2 separate regions of the Oryctolagus cuniculus genome follow, and region 2 is linked to region 1. The links are chromatin contacts, called in public Micro-C maps. All regions are on one chromosome and are shown on one strand. The core of a region is the stretch at or near the end of the contact, and the rest is flanking DNA. Distances in the headings are between cores, read along the strand shown. Region 1 has its middle 19 kb from the start of CREB5. Region 2 has its middle 95 kb from the start of TRIL.

The links. Hi-C and Micro-C count contacts between places; a contact is called where the count stands out from the background.
Region 2: a Micro-C map of ear pinna shows a contact between it and region 1, with 12 times the contacts expected there. The contact joins two enhancer-like sites. A contact is called at or near these places in 4 of 6 Hi-C or Micro-C datasets (ear pinna, psoas muscle, skin fibroblasts and 1 more).

What each region holds. Positions count from the first base shown.
Region 1 is chr16:19,949,404-19,955,124 of mOryCun1.1, forward strand. No RefSeq gene overlaps it. Among named protein-coding and RNA genes, the nearest start is that of CREB5, 19 kb to the right of the region's middle. Within about 2 kb of position 2,653, at least 1 of the 8 cell types and tissues checked has an H3K27ac peak or open chromatin away from gene starts, as enhancers often do.
Region 2 is chr16:20,435,517-20,440,877 of mOryCun1.1, forward strand. No RefSeq gene overlaps it. Among named protein-coding and RNA genes, the nearest start is that of TRIL, 95 kb to the right of the region's middle. Within about 2 kb of position 2,630, at least 1 of the 8 cell types and tissues checked has an H3K27ac peak or open chromatin away from gene starts, as enhancers often do.

The DNA of each region.
Region 1 (5,721 bases), core at 1,403-3,902:
CCAGTCCCGGCTGCTCACTTCTGATCCAGCTCCCTACTAACGTGCCCAGGGAAAGCAGCAGAAGATGGCCCAAATGCTTGGGCCACTGCCACCCCTGTGGGAGACCTGGAAGAAGCTCCTGGCTCCTGGCTTTGGCCTGGCCCTACCCTGACAGTTGCAACCATTTGTGGAATGAGCCAGAGTTGGAAGACCTCTCTCTGTCTCTCTGTAACCCTACTATTCAAATAAATAAATAAATCTTAAAAATCTCTTCACAGTTGTCATTTCTTTGTTTCTCTTTCCTGTTTTGGTTAATTTCTTGAGTGTTATCTTCCAGTTTACCAATGCTTTCTTGAGCTTTAACTGAAGAAATATCTTAAACAATCTATCTTTGTACTTTTTATTTTTAGTTCTTAAAATATATACCTGATGTTCTGAAAGTGTCATTAATTTCTCGGTTCTTTACTCAAATACTTACTTCACTAACTTTAATACTTGGCAATTCCAGTCTGTATCACCCATACCAGTGTTAAAGAGTCCTGATGCTCTAACTCAGCTTTTGCTGCATCCTCTGGTTCTCACTCCTGGCACCTGTTTCCTTGTGTGCTTTTGGATTTTAGGTTTCTTTGCAGCTCTGTCAGGAGGAATCCTGCCACAGGGGAGGGGAGGGTGAGTCTGTGAGAGAGATGCTGGGTCCATGTTCTCTTCATCTCTCTCTCTCTTTTTTTTTTTTTTTTTTTTTTTTTTTTTTTTTGACAGGCAGAGTGGACAGTGAGAGAGAGAGACAGAGAGAAAGGTCTTCCTTTGCCGTTGGTTCACCCTCCAATGGCCGCCGCGGCCGGCGCGCTGTGGCCGGCGCACCGCGCTGATCTGATGGCAGGAGCCAGGAGCCAGGTGCTTTTCCTGGTCTCCCATGGGGTGCAGGGCCCAAGCACCTGGGCCATCCTCCACTGCACTCCCTGGCCACAGCAGAGGGCTGGCCTGGAAAAGGGGCAACCGGGACAGAATCCGGCGCCCCGACCGGGACTAGAACCTGGTGTGCCGGCGCCGCTAGGCGGAGGATTAGCCTAGTGAGCCGCGGCGCCGGCCCTCTTCATCTCTTGCTGTGACATTCCCCAGCTTGCACAGGCAGCATCCTTTTCACTCCACGTCTTTGAAGGACAGGCCCATGGTTATGACTTGGCCTGTACGACTTCTCTCTCGGAGGTACATGTGGAAGGCGTGCCCCTCCATTGCCTTGGCTTTGTGTGAAGTCTCAGTCCAGATTCCCCATCTTGCGCTGGTCCCAGGGTGACCATAAAATCCAAGCCTCTTGGGTCTCACGATTGGCAGCTGCCTCCAGGGCATCCCGGGATCCCAGCTAAGCACCTGCTCTCCAGCTCTCGGGAGCGCAACTATGTGTTTACCCTTCTTTTCTCATGAGCTGAACTACTAAAAAGATATTGATTATATTGCATCCAGCATTTCTAGGTACTTAATTCCAAGTATTTTTCCACACAGAAGTTTTTCGTTAGTTTTTCTGGTAAAGAAACTAAGGCTCAGCTCAATTAATGGGCTTTAAAAACACGCAGAAAACTGGAAACTGGAGCGGAGGGGCTGAACTCGCTCACGTCGGCATCGATCACGCAAAGGAACGAAGCCTCAGCTCTTAGGGCTGGCATTTGTTGTGTCACTCCTCATAACTCTTGAGGCATCTCTGGAATCAGAAGTAAATTTCCCACAAATTGTGATAACTTGAGAAAATAAGGTGAGATTAAATCGCTGTCACAAGGTCATTTGATGTATTACAGCTGAGAGATAAGAAACCTGCTTCCCTGATGTTCAAGGCTGCGGTGACAGGAGTCGAAAATTGAGTTGTAGCTCTTTCTTCCAGCACATTCCAGCTTCTGAGTGTGGATTGCAAAGCACTTGTCACGGAGAGGAGCTGTGAGGTTCACACAGGCTCAGCTCATCAACACCGTCAGAACTTTGTCCAGTGTAAAAGTCTCAAATTAAGCCCAATATGTGCCTATATTAGGAGTGTAATTTGCAAGTACATTAGTTACTTACACGTTTTCAAAAAGTAAGCTCTATTTGCATCTTAAAAGGAATTTGAGTATTGCAGTATAACATGGTGACCAGCAAATTTCAGAGTAGGGAACACAGTTGTGTTTCTGAAATTCCAATATAAAGAAAAAAAAAAAAAGACCAATGAGGAGTTTCAATGTTCCTCTCTCATATGATCTGGCGCTAACAAACCTCATCAACAAAAATAAATGTACACACACAAATACACAATAATCTAGGGCTACCAGCGCGATTCCGCATTGCTTCACACCATATTCCTAGATTTTCGCATGAAGTGAAAGTACCGTGAACATTCCAGAGTTTGCTCCAGTTTAATCTTGTTCTCAAATGATGTTCACCTCACTTAGCCTTTTTTTCAAATTTAAGAAAGAAACCGTGAGTCTGAAACTTCCTGTAGAGGGCGCTATTGATATGGCCAAACAGCACTAAATATGCGGCGGGGGCGGGGCGGGGGGGGACAAAGTTCGTAAACTACAGCCTCCGCTTAGAAGTCCATTAGAGTGATATCTGGGAGCCCGAATTTAAACCCAAAGCCCAGGCAGACTAAGAGCTAGTAAGCTGTTGAATATTTTTGAAACCAGCGTCTCTCTGCTGGCTCGGTGGACGCCGGAGCCTGAGCGTCCCCCCCTTCCCCCTTTCATTATTTAATGAGCAGCCCCTCCTCCGGGCTGTGCTAACAATGGTGCATCGATAACACACTGTATGCCCTGTTGTGCTCCGTGGTGAATGATTTGTGTGTCTTTGAGAAAGCGCAGCTTCTCCTCTTAATCTGCTATCCCCGAGGCTCTGTAATTGACTCCCACAGCCTCCCGCCATGACATATTTCATGTCAAGGAGAAGGATTTCTCTCTCTCTCTCTCTCTTAAACTCTTAATAGAGATATTTTCAAACAAAGACAGAGGGCAAAGAGGACCTTCTTAGGATATTAAATGAGTACATAACCATAGCTTATTTTTCTTTTATATTATGATGAGGCAATTGGTGATGGCCTGGGGCTTTGGTGATGAATCAGACTTTTAATAAGTTTCAGCAAGAACAGTGTTCGCGGAGATAACTTAATTAATTGCTCTGCTGTGTGAAAGCGCATGGAGATAGCGTTTTATTCTACTGTGCAGCCTGTTTAGAAAGAGGCACATGATTCTTCCCCACACTAATGCTTATCGGCAAACCTTCACAGAAAACATCATTTTGCTGGTCTTAAAAAGAAGCTGTTAATAACCTTAGTAAGCCAGAAATGAAATATGCGGCTGCCCACTCTTGCTTGGAGAAGGAATTGTCCGGGTTGGAGGCCGCGGTGTCGCTTTTGTAGGGGCCGACTGACCGTCTCTCTTCCTCTTCTATTATTTTTAACCTTGGGGTTTGGGCAAAGTGCTTTTTTTCTCCACCGCGTCTCTCTGTTGATCTCAGACCACCAGCGTCCCCTCTGCCCTTTGGCCCGTGGCCTGTGGCAGCGTTTTACAGGACTCCAGGAGAAGGGGCTGTGAAACACCCCTGGAAAGATAGTGGGGTTTCCTCCTGATGGCTACAATTTACATACCAGGAGCCTGGCGGCCTCCGGCATCTTCTCGATGCTATGAAAGAAAGAAAAAAAAAATCTGTTTCGGAGAGTCTGGAATGCTTTCCCTGGCAATTGACAACAGAGTTCAAGTCAAGTTTATGATTCGGACTCCAGCTTAGACTTTCTTTATGCATTTTTAACTCTTTGAAAGAAGGACTGAACATCACACAAGGTTGTAGGGCATTCCTCCTGCTAGCCTCGCTGGAATGTCTTAGTCTCTGTTAATAACTCTATTTTATAGACATTTTTAAATAAAAAAAAGAAAACTATTTGCTAGATATCTACTTAATGCATCTGCTGTTAGTTTTGTTCAGTAAAAAATTTTAGGTTAAAAGAGTCATGTTCATAGCATCACCGGTTTCCTGTTTTATTTAAGATGTACTGTGAGGTCAGAATTTGACCGAGATGTTTCCATTCACCAGTGTTGGTGGATGTCAGTCAGGGCACTTTACATGTCCCCTGGGGCGTTACACACTACCCTCCTTGGTAAGAAGATGGTGCACCCACCCCTACCTGCGAGTAGGCTGTGTACTGCCAATGAGCTTATGATGCAGAAGGGTCCTCCAACAAATCGTGGGAAAAATGGAACTGCAAGATTAGTTTATGTTGGTGCAAGCCATTTTGAGGTGCACACACACAGTGTTTGCATAATACGTATTTCCATGAACTTGTAGACACCCACCTGGTGAGAGACCCCCCCGCCCCGCACGGTGCCCGGCACAAAAACACTTGACGCATGGTTTTGCTTTATCTCCCGCTTCCCTCCCTGCTCACAAAGCCTTCGCAGCTCCGCAGAGGCCACTGGGGGCCGTGGAACTGCGCTCTCTGAGAATAATCCTGCAAGCAAGTAAAACTTGCAGTCACAGTATCTTTGTACTTTGTGACTTAATGAAAGCATGAAATAGCTGGAGGCCAATCAAGTGCCCATGGAAGGATTGCTCGGTGAAGCACCTGTGCCACCATGGCTTTGGTGTTGTACGAAGGCTACTCCGGTTCTGGGGTCAGTGGTCCTCCCTCTCCTGGCTGTTGGTTTCAGTCGCCTATAGGTCTGGTCTCACCTCAATCTGAGTATCCTGGTGGCCCCCAGAAAGGATCACACACACACACATGCACACGGCTCTTCTCACTAAGTAGCAGAACAAAGCATCTCCCATCTCCGCCTCCCTCCCCCCATCTCAGTGCTGTTTCTTTTCTGGATATTAAGGAGCACTTTTCTTGTCTGCTTGGGGGTCTGCTTCCCAGCAGCTGTAGGAGCAGCAGGGAGCCTCCTTCTTGTCCCCACTCTCGACTGGATGGGCTGCACCAAGCTTCAGAAGAACCTGGCCCCTGGTCACTAGGCCATGATGGCCTCTTCTTGGATGCCCGCGAAGGAGCAGGTGCATTCTCCGTGGTGTGGCCCAGCCTTGGACAGCCCTGGTTTAGTGGGGTTACATCTCACAGGTTACTCGATAGCACTCTTGTAGGGTTCCACCCTTTCTCATTCACTCTTGCCGCTGACTGATGGTAGATCAATATTTCCCCTGCACCTCCACCCTCAGTTCTTAGCATCTCAGTAGAGAGTGGTCTTGTGGTTCAGCCAAATGCTCATTTCTCCAAGCGCAGAAAAGGAGGCCAGGAGAGGTGAGGAGATTTGCTAGGTACTGGTGACACCTCACTCCCATAACTCAGACCGTGTCTGTCTCGTGACACAATTTCAGCGTCAGCCGGGCCAGCTCAACTGCCTCTGCAGACTCTCTTTGTCTACTCGTCTGTCCTTGTTGATTAAAGCAGCCTCTCTCAACCCACAAAGTAGCGATGCATTGCATTGCAGAAACTTCAGTTCTTGCCTGTGGGTCTGACTCTCCATTCACAATGCTTGCATCCCGATCCTCTGTAAGATCAGAAGTAAGAAGTAAGCTCAGGTTTCAGACCAAATATCTCTCCTCCTACCCCTCCTCTCTGTTAGACTTGTACACATTTCTTCACCCATTTCAACTTCTATTTCCGGTGATGATCATGGGTTCTGATCTCCTTCCTGTTGGATTTTTTTTTAAGATTTATTTATTTATTTGAAAGGCAGAGTTTGAGAGAGAGAAAGAGAGAGAGAGGTCTTCCATCCACTGGTTCACTCCCCAGAT
Region 2 (5,361 bases), core at 1,380-3,879, 490 kb after region 1:
CAGCGTACTCGGCGTGTGGGCAGCCGAGTTAGGATTGGCGGAGGAGGACTATAAAGGAGGAGAGAGACGGCATGCACGAGGAACATCTATGGGGAACATCTAAGGGGAACACCTGTGCAGCCCCCCGAGAAAGCCGGCCAGCGGTGTGCCGCTCCCCTGCGGAAGTGGGGAATGTGGCCAGGGGGAACTGCCCTTCCACGGAGGTGGAAGGGATAGTAGCCAACCCGGGAAGAACCAGCAGCAAACCCGGGGAGGGCCGAGCAGACGAAAGAACAGCGCAGGGTCCTGTGTTGCTCCTCCATGAAGACGGGGAGCGACAGGACTGGATCAGACCAAATTCAGGAGCATAGAACTAACTCCATGGGGTCTCCCACGTGAGTGTGGCAGGGACCAAGTTCTGGAGCCATCACCAGCTGCCCCCAGGGTGCACATTAGCAGGAAGCTGGACCGAAAGCAGAGGAGCTGGGACTAAAACCAGGCACTCAGAAGCAGAACGTCTTAACACCCGCACCAAACCCCCTCATCTCTCCTTTGTGGGGCAAGAAGACAAGGAAACAGCATGGTGGAAAGAAGGGCCTTGCTTCATGGGTGCCATGTGCGACGCATCTGTGGTGGTGCCTTCACTGCGTACCAGGCCACAGTTTTCTAGACTTCACCTTTCCACACCTCATAACTCACCCTGCAAGCCCTCATACACACATTTATCGAGGTGGGGAACATTTTCCCCCCTTGATTATTTAAAAGTCTTCATTGCAGCTACTTCCTCTGAGACAGACCACCTCTTTCATTAGGAATATTTATGGGAAATAATATATTTGTGCAGTTGAAAGCATCACCTGTTTGCCCAAGTCAGTTCTTGTCTGAATGCAAATATGCTGTTGGAGGCTTTCCTCGACAACAACTGCTAATGGAAAGTAGCAATCACAACTTCTCTGCAGCAGTAAACGTTTTATATTTATAACCACTGGATTCCAATTAAATGTATTCAATATAGCAAGCTTTGATTAAAGAAATGTAAAAGGAGAGATTATGTATACAATCCTGTGGAAAACAAGGCAGGCTAGGTATGCAGCCACTTGTATATTCTTAATAGAAGCCTTTACCTGAAGGTAAAACCCAATAAAGTGTACTTATAATGTGCTATGGACTCGATGTTGATTTACCTGCGCTCCATAGTCAGCAGAAATCAACTTTACCAGGTACACACCGTGGTTATATATTCAATGCATATAAAAGACGCGTATAAAAGACCCTTTTTTCTTTTTATAAAGAATTACTGAATTTCACGAGGGCACTTTTTTTTTCTCTGAACCGTTCTTTGTTAACCACGGGATAAACTGATTGCAAATAAAGGAAGTTATGGGGCTGTGGCCATGTTTATAAAGAACAGGAAAATCCTTAACGTGGGTCTACAATTTCAACAAGGAAAAAAAAATCACAAATACAAGGGTTGACCTTTTTGTAACAGACAATAGCAAGATCTTTCAAAAAATCTTGCCAATCAGGAAAGATACTGCGTATTTAATCAAAGTCTATGAGGAGAGATCTGGGAAGGGAAGGTTGAAATCATTGTTTCTTGAAAGAAAAAAAAAAAAAGGGCAACAATAACCACCTGGTGCTTCCTGGTCTGATAGTCAAAGGCAACATCTTCCTACATTTCCCATTCACAGGCCACAAACCCCTGACAGCTGGGACCCCACCTCCCACTGCCACATTTAAAGTTCAGGGTTAGCTGCACGTGGGATTCTCTGTGCTCGGTGCCATGCCTTAATGAATCCAGGCCGAGGATCATGAGGAAATCCAAGAAGCTTCGTGACACCTGAGACACTCGTGGGCTGTCAGAGTCCTCGAAACCACGCACAGACTGATGCCACCAAGGGGATCTCCATCCAGCGCACCGCACCTGTTCCCTCCACGGTCCGGCCGAGTGTCACAAAGTCGCGATTGTGCAAACTGTGATGCTGCGCGCAGAGGCGCCCCATCGTGTCCAGCCCCCCATCCACTCTGGTTGTTCTGGGTCAGAGAAGGGAGCCAGGCCAGCGACCCTGTGAACTAACGCCTTGGTGACAGTCCTGCTGCGACTTCCCTTCCACCCCAGGCGCCTGTCGCTCTGAAGAACACCACGTTTGACCCTGCGCGTGCACACTGCGCGTGCAGTGGCCACATTAGCCAAGCAGCTGTTTTGACCCTGCATACTTAAGCAACAGAACGGCCACTACAGCCACGACCTGCTTCTTTAAGGGCTCACAATGCGAGGAAGATACAGATGCTGCCAAAAGTGCCACAGCCAGGACACGGACGCCGAGCCCTGCGCTCCCGGGGCTGCGTGACTCGCGAAGCCCCAACGCTGAGTCGCCCGCAGATGTCACGGCTGAGAGGAAGGGGTCGAGCGGGCAGGAAGCAGCCACCTCCTCGCCCAACCGACCCGATACTTGCTCCTGGGGTCCGTCTCCCCGTGACAACATACGCACAAGGGTGTCCCAGGAAGGGAGGCAGTGGATCCGGCCCCATAGCACCTGCTGCTCTGCTCCCGGAGCCCCGCAGCATTGCGCTCGGCTCGGGCGCCCTCTGGCGCCGCGCGGGGGAGATCCACGTGGCGCCGGGAGCCGGGAAGGCAAACAGTGCACAGCCTGGCGCTGTGCTGTGGCTTTGGCTATTGCAGGAAAACACAGCCTGGGCGGCTCTGCCGGGACAGGAGCTTCTCACTGCCCAACCTCAGGCCCTGGTGTTCCCCGCACAATGTGTTAAGACACCAGTCACCTTCCCAGCCAAGCTTGCAAGACCTCAAGTGCAGAAGGAAAACCATGTGCTGGCTCGGGCTGCCTCCCTCCACACACCACACCTGTTCTTATCTTTACTAGTGCGCAGGGTTTGCAGCATATGATTCTCAACCCCACGGAATGGTTTCCTTTTTTTTTTTAAGATTTATTTATTTGAAAGGCAAAGTTACACACAGAGAGATATCTTCCATCTGCAGGTTCATTCCCCAAATGGCTACAACAACCAGGAATGGGCACGGAGCCTGGAACTTCTGGTCTCCACGTGGGGTGGCAGGAGCCCAAGACCTTGGGCCATCTTCTGTTGCTTTCCTAGGCGCATTAGCCTGGAGCTCAATGGGAAGTGGAAGAGCAGGGACTTGAACCAGCACTCATATGGGATACCGAGGTTACAGAAACTGCTGTACTACAATGGGGATGGCTTTTTTGGCGCATCAACTTGACTAAGCTCAAGTCTCCAGTTATTCCATGAGATGCTAACCTTGCTGCCCGGGGAATGGGTTTGCAGGTGTCATTAACTTCACTAATCAGTTGAACAGAAGGGAAATTACATCGAATAATGTGGGAGGGTCTGATGTGATCAGCTGGAGGCTCTGAAAACAGGTGAGAGAGAGAGAGAGAAAGAGAGAGATTCTTCCTGTGGACCATAGTGGCAGTCATGCCCACTCTGCTGGTGACCTCCTCTTTCTGACTGCCTGCCCTCTGATTTTTGGACTTGCTCAGCCAGCTCTCACAACAGTATAAACCAATTCCTTGTAATAAACCTCTGGATATATGATGAATAGATAGATAGATATGGATAAATAAATAAATAGATAAATGGATGGATGGATAGATAGATGAGTGAGTGAGTGAGTGAGTGAGTGAGTGAATGAGTGAGTCTCTGGTTGAACTCTAGCTAATGCAACCCACGTAGCCTACATCGGAAAAAAAATATTAAGGAAATTCCAAGTGCCAGATCTCTGCCTGCATCCTTGCCAGCTGTCAGTCAATCAGTATTTTCTGAATGTCTGCTGGGGGGAGGCACAAGACCATAAACTATAGAGAGGCAACTAGACAGAGCAGCCTGGGTTTCCTCGCTTATTTGGGCTCCAGATCTGCTAAGTTAGGTACTAACAGTGAGGTACTGACTGAGAGAGGCAGTGGCTGCAATGTGTTGTGTTGCTTGTCACACATGCACATCACACGCACACACAGCTCTGGATGGCGACTTTGAAGTTGTCAAACCTAAACCAGAAGCCAGCTTTAATTAATGGTTTATTGTGGGTGCTGGTGGCGTGCTTGGAGCTATACAAAAACATAGTAGGAGCAGGACGCCAGGGAGGAAGAACAGACAGCACAGTTTGCCTGGAGGGCCCTCCGTCTATCACCACTAAAGGTAAAATGCCTGTTTATCTCATTGCCAAGGCTGCTGAGTCATCCACCCCCACAGCGTTGCTATGCATGGCAAAGAGGTGGCACTTACTGATCAGGGATCAGAGTTGGAGGACATTAGCACAAGTGGACAGGCTGGGAAAGGAACCCTTCTCTCCAGACCTATCACCAGGACCACTGGCCCTAGGCCAAACCGGATGTCCAACAAAAGACCCATCCTTTCCCTAACCTCTCTTCCTCCTGCCCCTGGGCTCAACGCCTGCTCCAGGATGGCAGTAACCCAGCCCATTTTCACCTAACAAATGTTTAACAGGTCCCTCCCATGCTACAGACTTAACCTTTATGATCAGGTGTCCTCAAATAGCTGTTGTAGTCCCTGTTGGCCTGCAAGCCGTGGGTAGATTCAGTGATAACTCCATCAGTAGTCTGTTGACTTCCCCATGGACTTCTTCCTTTAGGGTTATTTCCTCCTGCAGATTCACCCCCTTTGGGCTTAGTCACAGCTCCCATCTGACCTCACTCCCCATTAGTCCTTTTCTTATCAGCCCACTTTGGACAGGTTTGTTTTTGTTCCTTACCCTGATCCTCCCTGCTCTCAAGTGGCTGTGTTCAGGGCAGATGTTTGGCACAGTGGTTCAGCTGCTGCCTGGGGGCCCAGCATTGTGGCACAGCAGATTAAGCCACGACCTGTAGTACCTGCATCCCAGTTGAGCACCAGTCAAGTCCTGGCTGATCCATTCCCAATCTAGTTCCCTGCTAACGTGCCTGGGAAAGCAGTAAAAGATGGCCCAAGTGCTTTGGCCCCTGCACCCGCGTGGGAGACCTGAATGGAGTTCCAGGTCTCTGGCTGAGAACTGGCACAGCCCCAGCCATTGCAGCCATTTGGGGAATGAAGTGGGATAGAAGATTCTCTCTCTCTCTCTCTCTCTCTCTCTGTCCTTCTCTATGTAACTCTGCCTTTTGACAAATAAATAAAATTCTAAAAACAAAGAAGATGCTACTTGGGGTGCTGGCATCTCATACCACAGTGCCTGGGTTCAAGTCCCACCTCTGGGCCGGCGCCGCAGCTCACTAGGCTAATCCTCCGCCTTGCGGCGCCGGCACACCGGGTTCTAGTCCCGGTCGGGGCACCGGATTCTGTCCCGGTTGCCCCTCTTCCAGGCCAGCTCTCTGCCGTGGCCCGGGAGTGCAGTGGAGGATGGCCCAAGTG